2 separate regions of the Sus scrofa genome follow, and region 1 is linked to region 2. A link is a contact called in public Hi-C data. All regions are on one chromosome and are shown on one strand. The core of a region is the stretch at or near the end of the contact, and the rest is flanking DNA. Distances in the headings are between cores, read along the strand shown.

What was found. A called contact is a pair of places that touch in the nucleus more often than the background predicts.
Region 1: a contact with region 2 is called in a Hi-C map of epiblast stem cells, with 2.1 times the contacts expected there. The contact joins the enhancer-like site here to the promoter of KCNK15 in region 2. A contact is called at or near these places in 13 of 47 Hi-C or Micro-C datasets (alveolar macrophages, brain, embryonic fibroblasts and 8 more).

The regions. Positions count from the first base shown.
Region 1 is chr17:47,281,946-47,284,706 of Sscrofa11.1, forward strand. No RefSeq gene overlaps it. Among named protein-coding and RNA genes, the nearest start is that of YWHAB, 15 kb to the right of the region's middle. Within about 2 kb of position 1,511, at least 4 of the 83 cell types and tissues checked have an H3K27ac peak or open chromatin away from gene starts, as enhancers often do. A contact at or near this core is called in epiblast stem cells, where this site is marked.
Region 2 is chr17:47,160,115-47,163,031 of Sscrofa11.1, forward strand. It overlaps KCNK15 (potassium channel subfamily K member 15), which reads left to right and starts at 1,374. Exons shown (of 2, transcript XM_003483962.4): 1 at 1,374-1,656. The coding sequence starts at 1,374.

The DNA.
Region 1 (2,761 bases), core at 261-2,760, 120 kb after region 2:
TTCCACATCAGTCCCATGAGCTTGCTAAATGTAATTCCACCTCTGAGAGAAGACATCATCAGTACCTAAGCCTGTGTAGGATCAAACAAATCTTGGCTACAGAAGTGTAAGTCTCAACTGAATCTGATAAGAAGGCTTGTAAAGAGAACGGAAGTAATCTGGCGAACACGAGTACTTGGAGATTTTAAATGCTGGGCTGAAATTGCCTTCTTAGCAAGATAAGGAAGAGAAGGTTATAGAATGTTAACACTGCCAAGACTGTAAGAAGACAATAAGCCAAGGGCATTATTGGAAACCAATTGGAGGGGGGACAAAAGCCACAGGCTAGATGAAAACTATTTGTCCCTCTGAGTTCCCTGGTGACATAGTGGTTAAGGATCTGGCGTGGTCACTGCTGTGTCTTAGATCACTGCTGTGGTGTGGGTTCAGTCCATGGCCCGGGCACTTCTACATGATGTGGGCATGGCCAACAATTTTTTTTAATTAAATTAAATTTTTAAAAAACTATGCATGCCCCAAACTCCTACAAGCTAACAGGGGCTAGCCTTGGGTATGGTAATATCTTTCAAAATATAACATTGAAGGAACAGTCCATGAAAGAAAGAATTGATAAACTGAAATTCATTAAGGTTAAAAACTTCTGGAGTTGTGACGCAGTGGCTTAGGGATCTGGCATTGTCTCTGCAGCAGCATGGGTTCAATCCCCAGCCCAGCGCAGTAAGTTAAGGTGTTGCTGCAGGTATGGTGTAGGTTGCAGCTGAGGCTTGGATTTGATCCCTGGCCTGAAAACTTCCACATGCCACAGGTGTGGCCAAAAAAGAAAAAAAAAAAAAAAAAAAAATGGCCAGGGAGTTCCCATTGTGGCTCAGCAGAAAGGAACCTAACTAGTAACCATGAGGGTTCAGGTTCCATCCCTGGCCTCACTCAGCGGGTTAAGGATCAGTGTTGCCATGAGCTGTGATGTAAGTCCAAGATGTGGCTCGGATCTGGTGTTGCTGCAGCTGTGAAGTAGGCCAGCAGCTGTAGTTCTGATTTGACCCCTAGCCTGGGAACCTCCATATGCCGCAAGTGCGGCCCTTAAATGCCAAAAGGTAAAAAAATAAATGACCCAATTCCAAAACACTGACAGCATCAAATGCTGGTGAGGATGTGAAACAAGAGGAATTCTCATTCACTGTCTCGAGAAAATGTTCCTTTCCTATTTAATGGTCTTCCACCTCACAGTCTGCCTGAACCAGATCCGAGGACCACAGGTTTTCTGATTATTGATTTTTTTTTTTTTTTTTCCTGCAGTGAGCAGCAGCTTGATGTGGGATCTCAGCTCCTTGTCCAGGAATTGAACTCAGGCTGCAGCCATGAATATGCTGAGTCCTAACCACTAGACCACCAGGGAACTCCTTGGTGGTGAAGGTTCTGGGAGACCATCGAACATACCTGCTTGTGCTGCCCTTGGGCCTGTGTGACCTGGTCTTAACGGAGGAGTCAGGCCTTGTGGCCAGGCTGAGAACCGGCTCCTGACTTCCAGCCCAGAGCCCTGCGGCCCACCCCTGCAGTCTCAGATTCCTAAGTGCATTTGGCTCTGGGCATAAGAGAAAAGAGAGCCATTTGGGAGGCATTGAAACATTTCCTCCTGTGCAAATTGTTTCTTTTTCTGCTGGCAAGTCCAAGGTGTTCTGACAAAGGTCAAACGTATTTATTTTCTTGAATATTCTAGGGGTGAGAGTGAAACATACATGAGGGCGAGAGCCAGAGCGGTTGGGGGTGGAGATTTGCCAACTTTGAGAGCCCAAGGGGCTTCTTTTTATCCCAGGAAATGGTTGGTGTTTTGGGCACAGAAAACAACCTCTGGTTTTCTTTTCAAAACAGCAGAAATTATAATGTGGGAAAATTAGGAAATGGTTGAACAGACCCACGAGGCGCTCGAGGCCATTCCCCAGGGGGGGCCCTGGGCTCCTGCCCAGCCTCCCCTCCCCCTCTCCCCACCCCCACCTGATACCTGAGCTTTTCCAGCCCAGCACGGAACTCCCCTGGGCTGTTACCTCTGCCTGGACTGGCCCCCGCCCCAGTTCCTCCGTCTGCTGAGTGCCCCCCCCCCAACCCCCAGGACTCAAATTTGACACCACCTCCTCCTCGAAGGCCCCCTCCCCCACGCCCGCTTCCCGCCTCTGCCGCATTGCATCACGTCTTTCAGTCTTTGCACGTATCAGGCTGTGTCAAATCTGCCCATACACCCATCTGTCTCTCCCTTGGGGCTGGAGCTCATGCACTGGACCCCCTGGCTCCGATCTGACCCTCAAATAGAATCCTGTTTTATTTGGCCTGCAGCGTTTGGGCCTATGCAGGGTTTTTCAGGGTTTTTTTGCATTCATTGCCAAAAATTCAAAATCAAGAGATTTCACAGAGTTCCCTGGTGGTCTGGGGGTTAGAATGTATGCTTTCGCTGCTGCGGCCCCGGTTCCATCTCTGGTCAGGGAACTGAGATCCTGCAACAAGCTGCTGCATGCTGCATCCAAAAAAAAAAAAAAAAAAAAAGAAAGAAAGAAAAGAGAGAGATTTCAAGTAAAAGTCCAGATTTCTATCCTCTTGGCAACTTGGAAATCCAGCAACACGGATGCACTTCCTCACCCCTGTGACGGGGTCTAGTTTACCGAGAGCAGCGTTTCCCCGTTTGGCCACAATTCCCAGAATGCCCTGTGCCGTCTCAGCATTGAAGCCTCTCAACAAAGCCATTTGTCATAATTCTTACAATATTGTTTTTTCT
Region 2 (2,917 bases), core at 124-2,623:
TCAGCCACTGCTCAGCTGTGAGGACTTGGCAAATCGGGTCTCTTCTCCGCAGCCCGGCTTCCCACACTGAGAAGTGAGGGGTCCCTTAGCAACATCTCTAAGCGTGCATAGTGCGGACAGCACCCCAGAGTCTCGGTCTTGCCTTGCTTCTGGAAAAAGAATTCTTGACACCTGCCGGTGACCGTCTGTTGTAAAAAAGGGAGGGAAGGTAGCTACTGGGTACCTGGAAAGGGACACACGGTGTCTTTTATAATGCTTGACATGGTCCTAGGAGGTGGGCATGACCATCACCCCCATTTCTCAGATGGGAAACCAAGGCACAGAGAAGCAGATGTTTTCTGTCCACAGGGAATCAGCTAGAAAGGGGACAAGCTGGAATTTGACCTCAGACCTCATTGGTTCCAGCTGTGTTCACGACCAGGACTCATGAACCGTGTGCTCCAAGCCACCCTCAGCATGCATTTGGATGACAAGAGTCTCCAAATTGCCTCCACTCTCAGCCACTGTCCCTTTTCCACGTGACAGCCAGAGTGCCCCTTTTTTTTTTTTTAAATGTCAATCAGATCATTGGTGTTTATTTTCCTGCTTCCAGCCTTTCTGGGGTTTTCTACTATACTGAAGAATAAACCTTCAGGAGGCCCTGTGAAACCCTGTGTGAAATGGACTCTGTCTTCCTTCCACCGCCCCGTCCCCCAGCATCCCAATTACTGTGGCTCCAGACACACTGGCTGCTGTGCTTAAAGGACCCGCACTTGCTGCCTGGACGCTCCAGCTCCAGTCACTCCTCTGGGAGGCTGTCTCCCACCACCTTAGCTGGCAGTGCCCTCCCACCCCAACTCGCGCAAGAAACGATGTGTTCCTTCTTTTTCACACTTGTCTTAAATTATCTTTTTGTTTTGTTTGCTTTCGAGCCAACCCTCCTTCCTAGGATAATCAGCTCTATTTACACCAGGACTCTCTACACCGGTGGGTGCTGGGTAAATATGTGTTGAATGACTGATCAAAGGAAGGAATGACTTGCCCAAGGTCACAGGACGACATAGCGGGGGAGGCAGGGCCCCTGCAGACCTGGGCTTTGGGAGCTTTGCTCCAACTGTCACTATTTGCAGATGTATTAGCACCGGGGCACCACCAGGTCAAGACAGATGCGCAGGAGGCGGCAGGGAGGCCGCACCTGGAGGAGCCCGCTCGCTGCTCCTCGTCCCGCCCTATCGAGGCCCCGCCCCTGGGAGCCCGGGCCCCGCCCCCGAGAGCCGCACCCCAGCCTCCCGCAGCCCTGGCTCCGCCGACGCCAGGCAGCCGTCGGGGCGCATGGACGGGGCGGCGGCGGCGGGCGAGCTGTGGGGCCCGAGAGCGGGGCCCCGGGCTCCGCGATGAGGAAGCAGAGCTTGCGCACCGCCGCGCTCATCCTGTGCATTCTGTCCTACCTGCTGGTGGGCGCTGCCGTCTTCGACGCGCTCGAGTCGGAGGCGGAGAGCGGCCGCAAGCGCCTGCTGGCCCAGAAGCGGAGCGAGTTGCGGAGGAAGTACGGCTTCTCCACGGAAGACTACCGCGAGCTGGAGCGCCTGGCGCTGCAAGCCGAGCCGCACCGCGCCGGCCGCCAGTGGAAGTTCGCCGGCTCCTTCTACTTCGCCATCACCGTCATCACCACCATCGGTGAGCGGCCCCGGCGCCTCCCCTCGGCGCTCGCTCCGTCCCCAGCCGCCCGTGGCGTCCTGGCTTTGAATCCTACCTCTGCCCCTGCCCAGCTGGGTGACTTTGGACCAGTCATTTCAGTTCGCCGAGCCTCACTTGCCTCCCTCTGTCGAATGGGCTGTTCCACACAGGCAAGGCTGGAGAAGCCGTTAGGTCCCCTTAGCCAAGAGGCTGGCCGCAGGGGTGTCAGAAATCGCCCCCAGGGGCTGGGAGATGGATGGAGTGGGGCCGGAAGTCCAAGTGGCTGGAGTTGTTTCTTTGCCTGGTTGCCTCGCACTAGCTGTGTGACCCCAGACCAGCTGCTTAACCTCTCTGAGCCTCAGTTTTCTCCTCTGTAAAATAGAGGGGCCAATAGGCCCTTTGTCAAGGCGGTGGTGAGACAGTTATTAAGCAGAAAATAAATGCATAAAGTTTTAGCACGGGGCCTGACACATAGAAAAGCACTAAAAAAAAAAGATGAATTTTTGTATTATGATGTGAAAGAGAACAGGCACCTAGTGGTTCTTAGTCACTGCTGTATGGCCAGTACCTAGCCTGTAGTAGACACTCAGTAAATATTTGTTGAAGGAATGACTGATTACTACCAGCTTTGGACCTCACCCTCAGGGATCCAGAGCACTTTCTCAGTAGCATCTGGACCGCCAGCCGTTGCCATGGCTACCGCCTGGCTGGTACCTGCAGAGCCTAAGCCTGGGAAAGCAGAATAGGAAAGAAGCAGGCTCTGCAGGACTCCACGCTGGGTGCCAGCCACTCCCCAGGCCCCAGCTGTGGATGTCCAGGCACCTGACCACCACCCTGGAAGCCAGTGCCTTGGAGAAAGTTCCTCCATAATTCTCCTGCAAGTCAATGTGAGTTTGTGGGTTTAGCAGTGGCGTTAAAAGCCTGAGTTCTACAATTACATAGACCAGAGTTCTGGTCTCATCTCTATTGCCTTCTGCCTTCTCTGGCAATTGATTGTACCTCTCTGAGCCCCAGTTTCCTCAAACACAAAATGCAGTGGTTGGAGTTCCCGTCGTGGTGCAGTGGTTAACGAATCCAACTGGGAACCATGAGGTTGCGGGTTCGATCCCTTGCTCAGTGGGTTGGGGATCCGGCGTTGCCGTGAGCTGTGGTGTAGGTTGCAGACGCGGCTCAGATCCCGTGTTGCTGTGGCTCTGGTGTAGGCCGGTGGCTACAGCTCCGATTAGATCCCTAGCCTGGGAACCTCCATATGCCACGGGAG